Regions from separate parts of the Sus scrofa genome. Here region 1 is linked to region 2. A link is a contact called in public HiChIP or PLAC-seq data. All regions are on one chromosome and are shown on one strand. The core of a region is the stretch at or near the end of the contact, and the rest is flanking DNA. Distances in the headings are between cores, read along the strand shown.

Evidence for each region. HiChIP or PLAC-seq counts read pairs in DNA pulled down with a chosen protein or histone mark.
Region 1: an H3K27ac HiChIP or PLAC-seq map of skeletal muscle shows a contact between it and region 2. The contact joins the promoter of NR2C1 here to the promoter of FGD6 in region 2. A contact is called at or near these places in 1 of 47 Hi-C or Micro-C datasets (liver) and 2 of 2 datasets of contacts at active chromatin or transcription factors (alveolar macrophages and skeletal muscle).

Annotation. Positions count from the first base shown.
Region 1 is chr5:88,229,888-88,232,587 of Sscrofa11.1, forward strand. It overlaps NR2C1 (nuclear receptor subfamily 2 group C member 1), which reads left to right and starts at 1,296. Exons shown (of 14, transcript XM_005664254.3): 1 at 1,296-1,624. LOC110260793 (a long non-coding RNA gene) reads right to left here and starts at 2,271. Exons shown (of 3, transcript XR_002344252.1): 1 at 2,163-2,271.
Region 2 is chr5:88,085,591-88,088,290 of Sscrofa11.1, forward strand. FGD6 (FYVE, RhoGEF and PH domain-containing protein 6) reads left to right here and starts at 1,442. Exons shown (of 23, transcript XM_013998063.2): 1 at 1,442-2,284. All of the region lies in intron 1 of VEZT (vezatin), which reads right to left.

The sequences.
Region 1 (2,700 bases), core at 46-2,545, 140 kb after region 2:
CTGAATCATAATTAGGGGTAGCTCTCTTTCACTCATACAATATATTCCCAAGCTGGCTTCTACTTTCAAACTTTATTAAGTCAGTTTACCATGACTTAGGTGAATTAATTGGATGATAAGGGGGTAACCCCATATTAGGCACTGAGAATAGAGGAAAGGTCTCAGATTGCCTTTTTCCATTGGACCTACAGTATCCTTTCTTAGTTGTCACCTTTGAGACTTAACTATCTGATTCCAAATTTGACTGCCTGCAGGAAGGGCTGCCTTAAAACCACCAAACACAACAAATGATACTAATAGGAAAAGGAGACTTTGGAGAATGAGACGAAAAACATATTTCCACGTGTTAAGGGTTGGTGCATGCCCCTTTTGTGTCCAGCTGCCTGGGTCCAGAGGAAAATGACAAAAGTGATGTTCTCCTTCTCAGCTCACTTTTGTTTTTCCAGACTTGGGCTTCCTGAATCCCTGACTGCTTTTCTAGTGCCTATCAATACTAAAAGAAAGCTCTTAATGTGAAAACCACACAGGGCAGCTCTTCCTGCTACACCGCCATGCTTCTGGTAGTATCAGAATGTGTTCCCTTGTGGCTAGAGTTCCCACCCTGGCTCAGCGGTAACAAGTCCGACTAGTATCCATGGAGATATGAGTCCAATTCCTGGCCTTGCTCATAGCCTTGAGCTGTGGTGTAGGTGACTCAGGTCTGGGATTGCTATGGCGAAGGCCAGCAGCTACAGCTGCAATTCCTAGCCTGGAAACTGCCATATGCCAGGGGTGTGGCCATTAAAAAAAAAAAAAAAAAAAAAGAATGTGATGCTCCGTCAATGCCTCTTCTTTTCGCAAATGTTTATTGCCCTTTAAGCACTGTCCTATAAGCTTGGAAACAAACCGCTGAGGAAAACAGACTAAAGCCAGTCTTAGGAAGATTACATTCTAAATGATTTAGAATATAATCACTAGCTCCGTTTGGCCATTAAACCTATTTATTCACAAGAGTTGACTAAGTAAAACTTCGCCACATACAGGATTATACCCCAGCTTGTTTTATTTAAGGTAATTTAAAATATTTTATTGGGATGTACCCTATTTTGTTACTCTTCTAATAAACCTTTTAGTCTAAGGTAAGAGAAAGTCTGTTAACAGAGCCAGATTCCCACAAGTTAGAAACCGAACTGTCATAAAACTGATTCGGTCATTTATTTTTGCCAAAATCGGATCTTCCTTTACCACCTTTTGCAAACGACGCTAAACAAGCGGCTTCTAAAAGTGCCCATAGGGCTCTGGCAGTGCAGTCTCCCTCCTACCCGATAGGGGGCAGCCAATTATTCAGAGGCTGGGTTCTCTCATCCACCCAGGGAACGTCACGACCTCCTCTCGCCACTAATGCGCAGGCGCGGGCGGGAGCGCGCAACGAGGAGCCGAGGGAGGGGTCACGAACTCTGACCCCCCCACAAATACACAAACCCCGAAAGCTCCCTGCCCCCACTTTTTAAAACCCTTCCCCCTTAGTTTTCTCCAACCTGCCTCTTCCCGGAGGCCCCCCCCCCCCCGCAGCAGCCGCCGCAGTGGGACTGTCCGGTCTACGCCCGGGGAACGTAGCTCGGCAGAGAAGCGCCAGTAAGAGCCGGTGAGGAAAAAAGCGGCCGTAGCCGCGCCCGGGACGGGGGGCGTAGGGCACGGGGAGGTCCTTTCCTCCCAACTGCCAACGGCTGCGTCCCCAGTTCCCGCAACAGCCTGCGGCTGCAGCCGGTAGAGCCCGCCCTCTGGCAGCGCCGCGCTGCTCGGGGCGGGCTGGGAGCGCGGACAGCGGCCGGAGCGGCGAGGCCGACTGTGCGGGGCTCCGAGAGAGGCCGAGGCCGTAGCCAGGGCCGGGCACGGGGCCCGGAGCCCAAAGAGGGGCCGGAGTGGCGGGCGCGAGAGGGAGTCCGCGAGCGGCTGGGCGCGCACGGCAGCCTCTCCCGCGGCGCCTCTGACCTTTCACCTACAGGAAAAGCTTCCGTCTCGGCGCCGCCGCCGCTTCCCCCGCCTTGGGGAGTCGAGCGCCACCGCCGCCGGGCCCGGGATGCAGCGTGGGCTCGAGCGCCGGCGGGACGCTGCGGGGTCCACCTGGCCACTCGTGGGCGCGAGCCGAGGCCCGGATCCCTTTCCCCGCGCGGGCCTCTTACCTAATTCTCGTGCTCACCCAGGGCAGACGGAATAACGCTTTCAACTTAAGAACGGATGGGGCGGGAGTGGCCGCTGCCTTTGGATCTGTATCTTTTGCGAAAGAATGGATCGGCCGAGGGTCCTCCCTGAAATGGGCATGTCCAAGCTTCCTGGAGCTCTTTTGTTAAGAAACTACCTCCAACTCCTGCAGATAGCGTTTGTTGAATGGTAAATGTTGCCAGGTTGTCTCGTAACCTTCACCAAATAGGTCACCTGTTTAAAAAATAATGCGAACTGGAAAGGAGAAGCAAAAGGGGTTGAAATTAAGGCCTTTGGGGTTTTGTGCCTCCTGAACTTGTAAATAGACCTTCGACTTTGAGGTTTTTGAACAATGCCTGCTGCGCGGTTGGTTGGTACACAGTGATTGTTTTTAGCTTTTGCTTGTGTGTCACTTTGGTAGATCTAAAAGAAATATTCCTGTTAATTATTTTTAAAAAGTGGATCACATGAGATACATTTTCATCATTCTTTGTAGGGGCATTTCCGTCTTTTTAGGGC
Region 2 (2,700 bases), core at 192-2,691:
TTTAGCACCTACTGTATGTCAGGCACTAGAGTTAGAATAGTTTTCTGCCATTTATTTCTCTCTCTGGATAGTCAAGAAAAAGTTAACTGTTTTATCTATAAAAGGAAACTAAGTTCAGCTGCTCAACTTCATGGATTTTTTTTAAAAACTGCTTTGCTATTTTTAAATTAAAAATTCAAACAGTACAAAAAAGTCACAAAAATGCAAAATATATGGAGTGGATGGGATGAGCTATAATATATATAGTGTGAGAGGAGGGCCCCAGAGAAGATCAATATTTTAGAAAAAAGTAAAGGCAAAGCTGGAAAATAATAAGAGTAACAGTAAAAGCAGCTAAGATTTGTTAAGTTACTTATAGGATAGGCATTAAGTTAAGCGTGTTTTAGATCTCATTTACTCCTAACAATAAACTTTCTTTTTTTTTTTTATCTTTTTAGGGCTGCACCCTTGGCATATGGAAGTTCTCAGGCTAAGGGTCAAATTGGAGCTGCAGCTGTCAGCCTACATTACAGCCCCAGAAACACGGGATGTGAGCCACAGCTCATGGCAACGCCAAATTGTTAACCCACTGAGCAAGGCCCGCGTCCTCATGGATACAAGTCAGGTTCCTTACTGCTGAGCCACAATGGGAACTCCCTAACAACAAATGTGTAAAGAGGCATTCTTGGAGTTCCCATTGTGGCTCAGAGGTAGCAAACCCAACTGGTAACCATGCGGATGTGGGTTCGATCCCTGGCCTCGCTCAGTGGATTAAGTATCTGGCATTGCTGTGAGCTGTGGTGTAGGTCACAGACACAGCTCTGATCCCGAGGGGCTGTGGCTGTGGCTGTGGCTATGGCCAGCAGCTACAGCTCTGATTCGACCCCAGACTGGGAACTTCCATATGCCATAAAAAGAAGCAAAAAAAAAAAAAAAAAAGGCATTCTTAATATTTATCCATTTGGGGGTATACAGAGGTTAAATAACTTGTCCAAGGTCACAGCAGAATGTGAAGCTAGCGGGTCTGAGTCCAAAGCCTACACCCTTGATCAGAACACAAAAATGCCTGAAGAAAAAGCAGATCTAAAAGGAACAACTAAGATTTCTCTCTCAAGTTTGTGTTACTATTTTAAAATATAGGTTTTATTATACAGGTGTGGTGAAACCAACAGAGCAGGAGACAACTGCCATTGGAAAGATAGTTTGTTACAGTCACAGATACCAAAAGAAGGAAGCAGGCCATGCCGTGGGGGAGGGGAGGGCCCATGGGAAAGCATCAGGATCAGTGGTTGGGAGAAGAGCAAAATGAAGGTAGAGAGCCTTTATGGTGGTTTCTGTGGGAGGAATGGGCAAGGCAAGGTAAGCAGGCTTAAGACTGGCTAGATGGATGGTTTCAGCAGGGGCTGCAGCATAGGGGCTGTCCCTGGGAGGGCCTGGTACCTGACCCTGGGTGATCAGGCAGATATGGATAGTAGCCAGAAGAGCAGTTTGCTGTCTTTTAGTAACATGGGAGGAGCAATCCCCCCGGGGTCAGCAAGGGCCCAAGTTGGTAAATGAATCAGAATAAACAAAAGTAAAAGACATGGCTAATAAATATCAGATTTCATATTGTGTAAGGTCTAAAATGCAGGCCCCGCAGAGCATAATTTTTAATTCAATTATGTACCTATATATGTATGTATGTATGTATGTATACACACACACATACATATATTTCCTCTCTCTTCAGGTTGTCCTCATCTCAAATTATGACCCTTTCACTGGTGGAACACAACTATAGTCTCCTAAATCTGGAAACATATCAGGATTTTTTTTTTCCCCTGTGAGAATATTTTGGAAAACTGGAGTTCCTCCAAACCTTCATAGAACTGGTCTTATGATCTACAGGTTCTGTTTACTCATCCTTAAGAACGTTCTATATTTATTAGCCTCGGGTTAATAAAGTGGCAACTGGGAATAATTCAGGCAGAAACCAGAGGGAAATTTTCAGGCACATAAGAAAAAAAATCATCAAAAAGTAGTATATTACCCATTTAGAAATCTAGTCACCAAAGGTGATAGAACATAGCAGGCACCAGTGTAAACAATATCAGCACACAAAATTAAAGCAAGTATTCCAGTGCTGCAGTTTCCTCCAGGCTATGGGGGCCAGAAGCAGTGGACATCTGGAAGTGGCCCTTGACCTGCTCCCTCTACCCATCTCTCAGGGTACAGCGGTGTTTACCTCTGGTTTGGAGATGTGAGTGGAGGCACTTTCTGTTTGCTGCTACCAGATACACTTTTTTCTCACAAGAGGATCATCAGGGTAAGTTCTCCTTGCTTTTGTTGATTCCCTCCCCACTAATTCCTTCCCAAACAAAAGCAGCACCATCTGCTGAATAACCACACCATGCCAGGCCCTGTTCTAAGCATTTTTATTTACTAACTCTCATCTTTACAATAACCTTTCAGGCAGCGCTCATTTAAGATACGATGAAACCAAGGCACAGAGAAACCAAGATAACTTCGCAAGGTCACAGAGATAGTAAATGCTAGAGGCAGGATTTGAACCTAGGCAGCCACACAGAGCCAAAGCTGTTATTTACTCCACTACTTGCAAGTAACTTAGAGTAAATAAGTTCATTAGCTTGGACTAATAAAGCATTTAATTTGTTTGCATATTTTTTAAACCAGAAACCAGACTTAGAAAATTCAAAGTGGGTCAGCATAAGTCTCCTGATA